Linked DNA regions of Mus musculus: region 2 is linked to region 1. The links are chromatin contacts, called in public HiChIP or PLAC-seq maps. All regions are on one chromosome and are shown on one strand. The core of a region is the stretch at or near the end of the contact, and the rest is flanking DNA. Distances in the headings are between cores, read along the strand shown.

Evidence for each region. HiChIP or PLAC-seq counts read pairs in DNA pulled down with a chosen protein or histone mark.
Region 2: a contact with region 1 is called in an H3K4me3 HiChIP or PLAC-seq map of embryonic basal ganglia, with 3 times the contacts expected there. The contact joins the enhancer-like site here to the promoter of Ep400 in region 1. A contact is called at or near these places in 9 of 39 promoter capture datasets (the 3T3-L1 cell line, the C10 cell line, cranial neural crest and 5 more), 4 of 115 datasets of contacts at active chromatin or transcription factors (the NIH/3T3 cell line, bone marrow-derived macrophages, cardiomyocytes and 1 more) and 3 of 9 other capture datasets (adipose tissue, embryonic stem cells and liver).

What each region holds. Positions count from the first base shown.
Region 1 is chr5:110,768,296-110,773,809 of GRCm38.p6, forward strand. Ep400 (E1A binding protein p400) reads right to left here and starts at 2,422. Exons shown (of 52, transcript NM_029337.2): 1 at 2,197-2,422. Gm15559 (predicted gene 15559) reads left to right here and starts at 2,654. Exons shown (of 2, transcript NR_152254.1): 1 at 2,654-2,967. It overlaps Pus1 (pseudouridine synthase 1), which reads right to left. Exons shown (of 6, transcript NM_019700.4): 6 at 5,372-5,514.
Region 2 is chr5:111,366,491-111,372,004 of GRCm38.p6, forward strand. It overlaps Pitpnb (phosphatidylinositol transfer protein, beta), which reads left to right. Exons shown (of 12, transcript NM_019640.5): 8 at 4,822-4,899. Among named protein-coding and RNA genes, the nearest start is that of Gm36027, 13 kb to the left of the region's middle. Within about 2 kb of position 2,266, at least 33 of the 459 cell types and tissues checked have an H3K27ac peak or open chromatin away from gene starts, as enhancers often do. A contact at or near this core is called in embryonic basal ganglia, where this site is marked.

The sequences.
Region 1 (5,514 bases), core at 1,172-3,671:
AACATGGTGACTTACAATCCTCTGTAACTCCAGTTCCAGGGTATCTGATTCCCTCTTCTGGCCTCTGTGGGCATCAGGCACCCAAGTGGCACAGAGATATACATGTAGGCAAAACACCTATACACACAAAATAAAAAAAAAAAACAGGGTTGAAGAAACAGCCCAGGAGTCAAGAGCATATGTGCTCTTCAAGAGGATCTGAGTTTGAATCCCAACACCCATGCTGGGTAGCTCATAACCACCAGAAGATCAGACACCCTCCTGTCTCGTCAGGCACACAAGGCAGACAGAGACATACACACACAGAATATAAACATATACAAACACATCACACACACACATACACATACACACACACACACACACACATTTTTTTTTTTAATTTTATGGACAGCCAGAACAAAGCCTTCAGAAACAGGGGCGCCTAATCACTGGAGAGGCGATGACCAAAAGGCTAAGTAAAGATGCTACAGAAAATGGAGGAAATGGTGACTGAGAGCACACAAAAAATTCCCTCCCACCCAGGAATACAAGGCAGCTGAGAGCTGAAAGAGTTAACTGGAGGGGAAGATTAACCCAAGGAAAGGTTACTATGTAGTTGTAAATAAGGTGGCCAGAAAACAACAGACAGCCATTCTGAGGAATGCTATGTTATGACCTTGAGTGGGCCACAAAGAGCAACCCAACACAGAAGCCAAAACACCAGTAAATGCCTCACAGGGACAACAGTATCAACAACATTATGAGGCAGTTATTGTACTGTTGGATGATCATGGTACCTACACAACTTAAAACAGTTTCATTAGATAATGCCAAACGTTTTTTTAAAGTTAGAAGAATACAATAAAAGGAAATAATGACACTTTCGATATTAGGCTATCTTGAGATTTTAAACATTTGGTGGGGAGGAAGATGTGGAGTAGACCTTCAATCCTTTAGTACTCAGGTGGCAGAGGCAGGTAGATCTCTTTTGAGTTCGAGGTCAGCCTGTTTCAGGACAGCCAGAACTACTCAGTGAGACCATGTGTTTTTTGTTTTTTTGGGTTTTTTAAAATATATAAATAAATTAAGGGGGTTAGAGGGGGCTGGGCACTGCAGCAGGAACCAGCACTCCCAGATACGCAAGAGACTGAGGTAGGAAGATAACCTGAGGCCAGGATCTGAGGCCAGCCTGGGACACAAAGATTCCTCTCAATGGCAAGTAAATAAAAACAGCCAGGCATGATGTCTCACACCTGCAAACCCAGTATCAAGGTGGAGGCATCTGGATTGCTAAGAATTACAGACCAGCTTGGACTACTTAATGAGTCTAGTCCAGGCTGATTCGGACTTCCATGAGACTTTTTGTCTCAGAAAACCTAAATACGTAAAAAGAAGATTTAAAGTTAACATGTGGTTTGCCTTGTGGCCATCCAAATTGTATAATTCATATTCATTCATTCATTTTCTCTCTCTCTCTCTCTCACACACACACACACACACACACACACACACACACACCCAGGTACAAGAATCGCGGATCTTCGTGAGCTCAAGGCCAGCCTGGTCTAAATGGCGAGTTAAAAGGCCAGCCAAGGCTCCAGGGTAAGACCCTGACTTAAAATGGAAAAGCGAAACAAAACCAAAACCGAAACAAAACAAGGACCGTTTTTGCCACACGTATAATCGAGAGCACAAGTGACAAGTGCCAGGGATGAGCGCAACCCCCAATTCCAAGTCGCGGTGCTCCAGGATACTGGACCTAGGGACAGACCTGCGGAGACAGCGGCTCGGCGGCTGATGGTACACCTCCGAGCCCCGGCCCGGGGAGCTCTGCCAGATCCCCGGCGTCCTTCCCGCTCTGTCTCCGCTCAAGGCTCTACGTCGCGAAAGGAAGCCCCGCGCGCCGCGGACCAACGGTGCCGCGGGCGTTAAGAGCCCCGCCTTCCCGAGCGCTCGGAAACGGCCGCGCGCCTGCCCAGAAAGAACGGCGCACTCGAGAGCGCTGACCAGAGAAGGGCCTTGCTGAGGCCGGACCACGCGCCGAGCCACCGACCGGTCCCCTCTCAGCGCCGCCCGGCCCCTCGGCCCCGCCCGCCCACGACAAAGCGCCGCCGCGGCCTGGGCCCGCCGCGACGCCAGCAGCAGCAGCACCGCTAAACACAACCGCTCGGCACGCCGCCGTTGCCGCCTACCACCCACCGTCCCGCCTCTCACCCGCTGACGCTATCCCGTTCGCTTGCACCGCGAGCAAAAGCCGCGCTCCGCCGCGTCAGGACAGCCGGGAGGCTCGAGCGCGCCGCAGCCGCTCGGCACATCCGGGTCCACGGGCACAGGAAGTAGCAGCGCCGGTGCTACGGCGCGCGGCGAGGGACTAACGGTACCTATCCTGTAGGGCCGCTCGCAGCCGCGCGGGGTCGCCTGAAGCTGAGGCGCTGCTGACGGCGGAGGCAGGACCGAAGCGGCTTCTTAAGCAGGCGGTTAGGGGCGGAGCTGTATGCAGGAGGTGCGTTGGGCGGAGTTTGGAGAGCGGAGAGCCACCTCAGGGCCGCCTCCGAAAGGCCTCATCCGTACGAGGCGGGACCGCTTCGGACAGGACGAGGGGAGTCGGCGCACGCGCAGGGAAGGGCTGGGGGGGCTGAGGCGGTGCACGCGGGCTGGGGCGTGGCCTCATGGGTACAAGGCGGAGCCTCAGGCCTCGGGGAAGTTCCGGTAGACTCGGGAAGGGGCGTGGCCTCGTCAGTTGGGGGCGGACCCCGAGTTTCACTCAGTTACGCCACCTGGCGACTCGCTCCAGCGGGGGAGGCTGTTTAGGAAAGCTCGAGCGGACCTGATCGCATCCTCTGGGTGTGCTCCGCCTCCGTGGGAAATAGGGGACTAGCCCTATGAACAAAAAGGCGCCTGAGGCGCAGTGAGCAGAAGTCTGAAAATACATCCAGCATCATTAGACATCACAGAAATGCAAAAGAAACCACGACCCAAGAGGAGGTAAGATTGTAGTACGAGTTTGAAAAAGATTTTATATATATATTTTTTGTTGTTGTTGTTTTGTTTTGTTGTTTTGTTTTGTTTTGAGACAGGGTTTCTCGGTGCAGCCCTAGCTGTCCTGGAACTCACTCTGCAGACCAGGCTGGCCTCAAACTCAGAAATCCACCTGCCTCTGCCTCCCAAATGCTGGGATTAAATAAAGGCATGCACCACCACTGCCCAACAAAAGATTATAATTTTAAAAACACTATAAAAAAAAGGAAGAAATTAACTGAGCTTCGTGGCACAAGCTTGTAATTCAGTGGATCTCAGCCTATGGGTCACATATAAGATATCCGGCATGTCAGATATTTATTTCCATTACAACTTATAGCAGTAGCAAAATTACAGTTATGAAGTACCAATGAAATATGGTTGGGGGTCACCACAACATAAGGAGCTGTATTAAAGAGTCACAGCATCAGAATGTTTGAGAACCACTGCTATAATCCCAGAACTTGAGGCTGAAGCAGCAAGATCTGGGGTTCATGCTGGCTTCATCCATTCATCATGTTTGAGGCTGTCCTGGAATACATGAGACCCCATCTCAAAATAAAAAACAGGAGGGAAATGTGTTAGGAAGGAGCCAGTGGAAGTTGTAGGGAATAAGGGGAAATGAAGAGAAGGTGGATATGACCAAAACATACATGCATGAAACTCTAAAATAAAGGATCTTTTTAAAAGCTCAAGATAGGGGTTGGTGAAATGGATCAGCAGTTAAGAGCACGGACTGCTCCTCCAGAGGTCCTGAGTTTAATTCCCAGCAACCACAGGGTGGCTCACAACCATCTGTAATGTGACCCAATGCTCTTCTGGTGTGTCTGAAGATAGCTACAGTGTACTCATATACATGAAATAAACAAATCTTTAAAAAAAAAAAAAAAAGTCCAGGATAACTGGAAAGTTGGCTTAGCCATGAGAGGACCTGAATTCAGTTCTCGGAACCCACATCAGGTGGTTCACAACCATTTGTAATTAGCTCCAGATCTGACAACCTCTTCTGGCTTCCACAGGCATTCACATATACACATGACACACACACATACACATGACATACACACAAACACACACACACATTATAATTTTTAGAAACTTACAAGGGTTTCTGAGCACTGCTGCTTTTGCAAAAAAAAAAAATGAGGTTCCTAGCACCCACATTAGGGAGCTTACATGTACACACACTCACACACATACTTTTTTAAAAAAGATTTTATTTGTTTAATTAGGAGTGTGCACGTGTGTCTAAGTGTGGGATATGCATACATGAACGAGTGTCCTCAGAGGCCAGAAAAGAGGGCTGAGTCCTCTAGAGCTAGAATTATAGGTGGGTATAACCTGCACAGCACGGGTGTTGAGAACTGAACTTGGGCCCTCTGTAAGACCAGCAGGCACTTGTAACTGCTAAGCCATCCCACTAACCGCCAAAATAAATTGTCTATAAGTGTTTTGCCTGCCTGAATGCAGCCTGTTGGATCATCTGGAACTGGAGTTACAGATTGTATGGAGCCACTATATTGCTGCTGGAAAGCAAACCCAACTTCTCTGCAAAAAAAAAAAAAAAAAAGGAATACCCATTTTGAGGACATGACCCCTCCCTGCCTCACGGAGCTGTTACTCCTCTAAAACTGCTTGCTCGCCATTCCGAACAAACCAAAAATGCAGGTCATGGGATGAAGCCATCTGTGTAGGTCTAAGGGCCCCATAACACTGACTATGCTAGAGATCTGAGAATGCCTTCACCCATAAAAGGCGAGAGAGGTCTGGGAGGAGTACACTGTGGACTGAAAGGGCATTCCAAACCTAGTGCTGAGTAAGTGGCCGTGGCTGTCCAGGGATGAGGGATACATGGTTAGCACATAAGAAAGGAGACCCAGTGCCGGGCGTGGTGGCGCACGCCTTTAATCCCAGCACTCGGGAGGCAGAGGCAGGCGGATTTCTAAGTTCGAGGCCAGCCTGGCCTACAAAGTAAGTTCCAGGACAGCCAGGGCCATACAGAGAAACCCTGTCTCGAAAAACCAAAAAAAAAAAAAAAAAAAAAAAAGGAGACCCAGAAGGAGGTGAAGAATACTAGGGCATAAAGGTGGGGGCTGCTGACGCACGGTCCCCCTTGAGGTCTCCCAAGAATAGGCAGCATGAAATCACCAGTGTAGCCACTTCAGAGAAAACCGGGATGGTCTCAAAGGACAGGTCCGGATGGAAGGAAGAGAGTATCAGCAGCAGCCGGGAGCAGACTGCTAGTGGCTACATCTACTGCCTGCCCAGCCAACCACACCCCGTGCTGACCTTCTGTGCCTACCCCTCAGCTATCCCGAACACAGCAGTGTTGCACTCATCTCACAGCCAGAAAAGGAAAATAGGCAAAGAATAATTCACTAAGCAAAACATATTTAATAGGAAAAAAAAAATCACTTTTTTTAAAAAGTGCCCTTTCATGCTAAGGTGTATACACACGATGCATGGGCTAAAGTCGGCAGCTGATTCCTGGGATGAGAATTTAATATCCTGAGG
Region 2 (5,514 bases), core at 1,016-3,515, 600 kb after region 1:
TGTCATTTGGGGAAGGGGGGTCTTCCCTCATAAACACAGCATGGGCTTCCGGCAAGGAAAGGAGAGGGTTGGAAAGCAGGAAGAAGTCTCCGTTGTTCTCTAACCTGGCAGGGCCCATGGCACCGGAGTGGCCATAGGTTGCTGGGCTGTAAACAATGAGTCCATCTGGGATCATCGTTGCCACCCCAGGCCCTTGTGGAGGTCTCTGTGCCATTAGAAAGACTGTGGACTGCTCTGTCCATATCTCCCAGCCAACACTAGGATGGCACCTTTGATCTCAGTACAGGTGTTTGTAAATGCAGCTTTTAGGATTCATTGGTGGAAAGCAGAAGGATTCGTGAAGTGGCTAGATCATACAATATTTTTAATGCAGTTTCGTTCCTCTGAGGTACATCTAGTAAAAGAAACTAGGCCAACAAGTTATTGACAATTAGTGGTCCTTTGGGACTCTGCTTTAATGAATAGATAAGAATGATTTGTAATTAGCATAATAATTATATGCAAATGAAGCCTTCTGAATTGCTCTAAAACACTTCTGAACTGTTTAAACAACCCTCCTGAGATCTTGTTACTCTATTAATTTGTGTAGCAAATCTTTTTTTCATAGATCATGCAAAGATAAACTTCAGCCAGGCCCCTATGCCAGTGATTATAAATTCCAAGGTGGTAGGACCTGAATTAATGAGATTTACTTATACTGTATTAATGGTACTCTGTGGGAACCTGCAAGGGTGAGGAGTCACTGGGGATATGTAATTAAAAACAGAAAAGAAAGCTGCTGATTGGAAAATAACTGTTGAAATCAGTTTCTTAAACAAGTTAGTAAATGTTACTTTTCTGCTATTATACCATATAGCAGAGCTACTTCCCTGCTACAGTAACATTCAATGCAGACACTTTTCAGCCAGCTGGCCTGCTTTGTCAGCTCCAGGCAGGCAGTTAGCACTGGGGTCAGAGACTTTTCATTTTCTGTTTTCTAAGGACTGGAGTATTTAAAGGGGTCAAGGAGTGCTGAGAGGTTGGGTGCTCGATTTGCCTTCAGTTTTTATTTAGCCTTTCCCCAAGCTTTGCTAAGCTGAACAGTAGTGCCCATGCATTTCAAACTTTGTGATTATCTCTGAGCTCTTTGAATAGACACCTAATTAATCGTTATATGCTAAAGTAGAACATTTGTAGCAGGCTGCAGGACCCTAGCATTCACTTTGTAAAATTCCCCTGGGCATCCTGTTACACTGGCTGGGCCCTGGTCTGCCTGAGCAGGTGTCCTAAGAGTTGCTAAGGCTGGTGTTTGCGTCGCTGTTCCTTGCTGCTTACCCTCACCTGTGCTAGCTGACCCAGGCTCACTCTGAGCCGTCTCTGGTGTCTGAGGCTCACCTTGACTTTTCACCAGCTGTCAAGCTCACCACCCACTCCCTTCCCCATTCAGAATCAGGAGTTCAGTCTGCGCTCAAGAACATATTTAGGTTGGCTCAGCACAGGTTTTATGCTTGCATTTTGGGGAACAGCCACTATGCTAAAAGATTCATAAAAATAATATTCTTTGTCTTCAAAATTAATCTGGTTTCTGTTGAGGGTCTCTGTTGAGGGTGGCAGTAAGTAACAGATGTGTACCCATGAGGTAGCGCAGCTTTCCTGAACCAGGGCTGAACAGTTCCTTATATGGATTTAATGACTGCATTCTGGGACTCCGGAGGCATGGAGGCACTAATCCACTGATTTACCGTATCATACTTTAGTTTGTTCTCTGAGGGGTCTTGGCTTCCATTCGCCTTCGTTTTTACTTAAATGAGAGTGTCAGTGACACAGCGTTGGTTAGCACTAATCCAGACGAGTCTTATGCTGATTCTGCTGTGCTTTTGTGTCGTTGGGACTATTGTTGGAGGAACAAGTAGTGTCTCGGAAGGTGCGCCTAGCTAGATAATGATGCTTTTTACCGGGCCCTTATCCTGACCAGGCTCTGGGCATTGTATAGGTAATGAAAATTAGATCACAAAAATATGTTAAGCACAATGCACCTCAGTAATAAGATTTTTCTCCATTTAAACATGATTTTAAACCCCCCCCCTTTTTTTTATTAAAGTGCGTTTCCTTGGCCTAGTGAATTTGCTTTCTTTCTTCCCAAGGATTATACAGAAAGTGCATAGCAGATTCAGCCTTCAGAATACCCAGGAGCTGGAGACTGAAGTAGACTGCAGCTGTCTTCACCCACAGTATTCTAAAAGAACTAATGAGATGAGAAGTCTGCAGCTGGTGGCAAGCACAATAAACCATGAGCCAGGGGCTTCTCTCCGTCAGAGCCTCCCTTCCCCCTGGGATCCCACAGGAGACAGAGTACTAACAAAGCCAGCAGGCTGTCTCATTCCACACTATTGCTCATTTGCAGCTGTAATTGGTAGCTGAGGTCGCATTCTGTATGCTGAAACTGTCATACATGAAGGAATAGATTTGTCCGTTGTGATACGGATATAAATCGACCAGTTTTCAAATCCAGAGACCAAATCAGGCACCCAACAATAAAACTGCAGCAAGAAGATACTGTTTAAAAAATTAATCATAGAAATACAAAACTTGAGGATGTGAAAACTACATCCACTTCCTACCTTTTCATATTATGCTACTTAATTCAACTGATTAAACATTTACAGATTCAAACTAGCAAACGCAAAGTGTCTTGGTTTTGACAAGGTGCATTATTCTCACCTGTCAGGCTACAGTGCTGTTGTCAATAATTGGGTCATGTTACACTCTCAGTATAATGCCTTTAATGTTGGCTGCAAAGAGGGGAAGGTTTCATTCTACGTATCTGTCTCAGAAAGACCCACTTGGACACCCCTGGTGCTGAGACTGACATCTTGGTTTTTCAAATGTTCACCCCCCAGATTGCGGACACCTTTGGTTGCCCTGTATGGTATAGCCATGTGAGCCAAGGCAAAGATCAAAGAGTTCATTAAGAGCTCTTCCAGAGGACCGGGGTTCAATTCCCATCCACCATGCAGTGACTTGCAACCTTCTGTAACTCCAGTTTCGGGGACCTAAAGCCTCCAAGGGCATTGCACATACGTGGAGTGCACAGATACACATACAGGCAAAACACCCACACACATAAAATGAACAAGTATTTTTAGAGTCTGGTTGAAGTCCAGGTGTAGGAAGCCATGTCTGTTCCTCACGGGGTGGTACTCTTCATGGTATGTTTTAGAAAAGCAGCCTGTGGCTGGAATTGATGGCAAAGGTTCACAGGTGTGCTTTATGGAATAGTGTGTCGGATCTATAGTGATATTTTCACAAGGTTTTCAGTTCCTTTGGTTTCTGAATCTACTGCAGATGGGTTCTGTAGGTGTGTGGTGTGGCGGCCTGGCCCTTCTGACCTCCTTTAGCTTCACCTTCACTGGTCTCCTGGGGCCAACCTGACCAGAATTTAAGCTGAGTCCTCCCTTCTTACAAGTTGACTTGTCCTAGTGTCTGAACTGTCTTTATTTAGTGCCATTGGTTTTATTTATTCAACGCTAGAGGTAATCATGTACACTTTATTGTGGATTCACATAGAGTTTTTCTATGGAGGTGAGTAGGTTTGCACAGTCCCTACCCTCACCCCCCAGTTTTTCATCCTCAGTTCTAAAGTCCGGTTTCCCTCTTTCCTTTCACATTTTAATGCGTCCAAAATCAAGGTTTGTCTCCCAGATGTGACATGCATTAGCCTTCTGTGTCTTCTTAGTGACACATAGAATAGTAGTCTAGCCTTTACTTGTCGGCTGCTCATGGTCAGAATGTGTGGTATTTACTATGCAGTCCCTACAGCTGAGGAAAAACATGGCTGCTATGACCACAGCCACGTTGTACCCAGTCCATAAGAGAAAAGGGGTGTGGCTTCTCACTCAGAGAATAAGAGGGCAGATCATGGCCAGCCTTCTAGGTAGTAGATGGATGATTAGAAGTTAACTGTTAAAATATCCTAAACATGGTATGCCTTTCTCTCTACTTTTAAATATGAAGACTGATGCACTTGTCTCTTGTAAGGGATCAGTTCTGGGCTGACACTGCTTGGTTTTGATTCTGACTGAACTTTCTTTCTTCTCTTTTGGTAGTTGATACATTCTTGGGGATTTTGTTTTGTTTTGTCTTGTCTTGTCTGCCTCTTTCAGCTTGACTGACCTTAGGGACCAGCCCTGTGCTCTAGCCCTCATCATCGTGTGGTAGCTGTTCCACGGGAACTCTGATGGAGTGAGATGGTACTGGAAGAGATGATTGTTTAATATAACGACACTTTTTCAATGTGGGGGAACATAGACCCTTCTCTGGCTTTAATGTTGAACCTCTGCCTGGAAGAGAATGGTTCAGAGGCTTATAGGCTTGTTTTTGCTAGCATGGCTTACTTGTGCTTGTGAGTGTAAGTCTTGGGATGGCCTGATCAGTTTACTTCTTTCCTGAGTTTGAGGAAGCACACTGGCATTTTATGATGCGGGTCTAAGTTGGGGTTTGAACTCACCTAACTGGTAGCGATGGAAGTCAGTGCTGTTGTGCCCAGACAAGTGAAATGACTCCGGTTGCCCTGACCCTTGAGGGCAGCTCCTCTCTATGTGTCCTTTCTGGGGACAGCTTGTCTTGGTGGCCTTCTATCAGAGTTCAACACTTGTAATTGCATAGTTGAGATAAAGGTTTAAAAAGTAACGGGATGCAAACTGCAAATACTATATGTGGACACACCTTCCCCTGTGTGTAAAACACACACATACACACACACAAAACACACACATACAGCTCTAGCTTCAGAAAGACTGGTCTCTGGTTTTCTTCTTCATCTCTGACTGTTTTGCATTACAGGACTACAAAGCTGATGAAGACCCTGCATTATTCCATTCAGTCAAGACCAAGAGAGGACCCCTGGGACCTAACTGGAAGGTACTGGCTGCTGACCGTGCTGACAAGCAGAGTCTTGCAAACATAACAATTGCTAGGTTACAGGTCTTAAAGAGGTGGTGGTGTTTAAATTGCACAGAGGGATTTGTCTGTGATAAAGACTTAGGGCCATTTGCAGTTGGCCTGTGAGTATGTGCTGCATCAGCAAACGGAGCAGAACCAGGCTGTCACCCTCAGTGTGCCACCCTGTGCTGTGTGCCACTCTGTGCCGAGGAATACGAAGAGAAGCAAGTGCTGTGATCCTGGTGACTGTGATGTCTTCTCCTGACTCCAGACGGGACAGAATCCATGTTAATTGAAGGTTTATAGTAGGGTCTAGTCTGTATCAACTGTAAACAAGTTCTCCCCTCACCCAGGTGTTTCCTTGACACTTATTGATGCTTACGCATTTAGACAGCAGGATACCAGAGAGTGGCTTTTGTGGCAAGTGTTTGTATTCAGAGAGAGTACACCTTCACTCCACTCATGAAGTAGGAAAAACAGCCAACAAAGACACTGAAACCACTATAGAAGTGTAGTGTTCTACACCGAATAGAATCCCTTAAACACGGCTTACAGGGTTAATGGCAGGTTCCTCTGATGAGTTTGATGGACCAG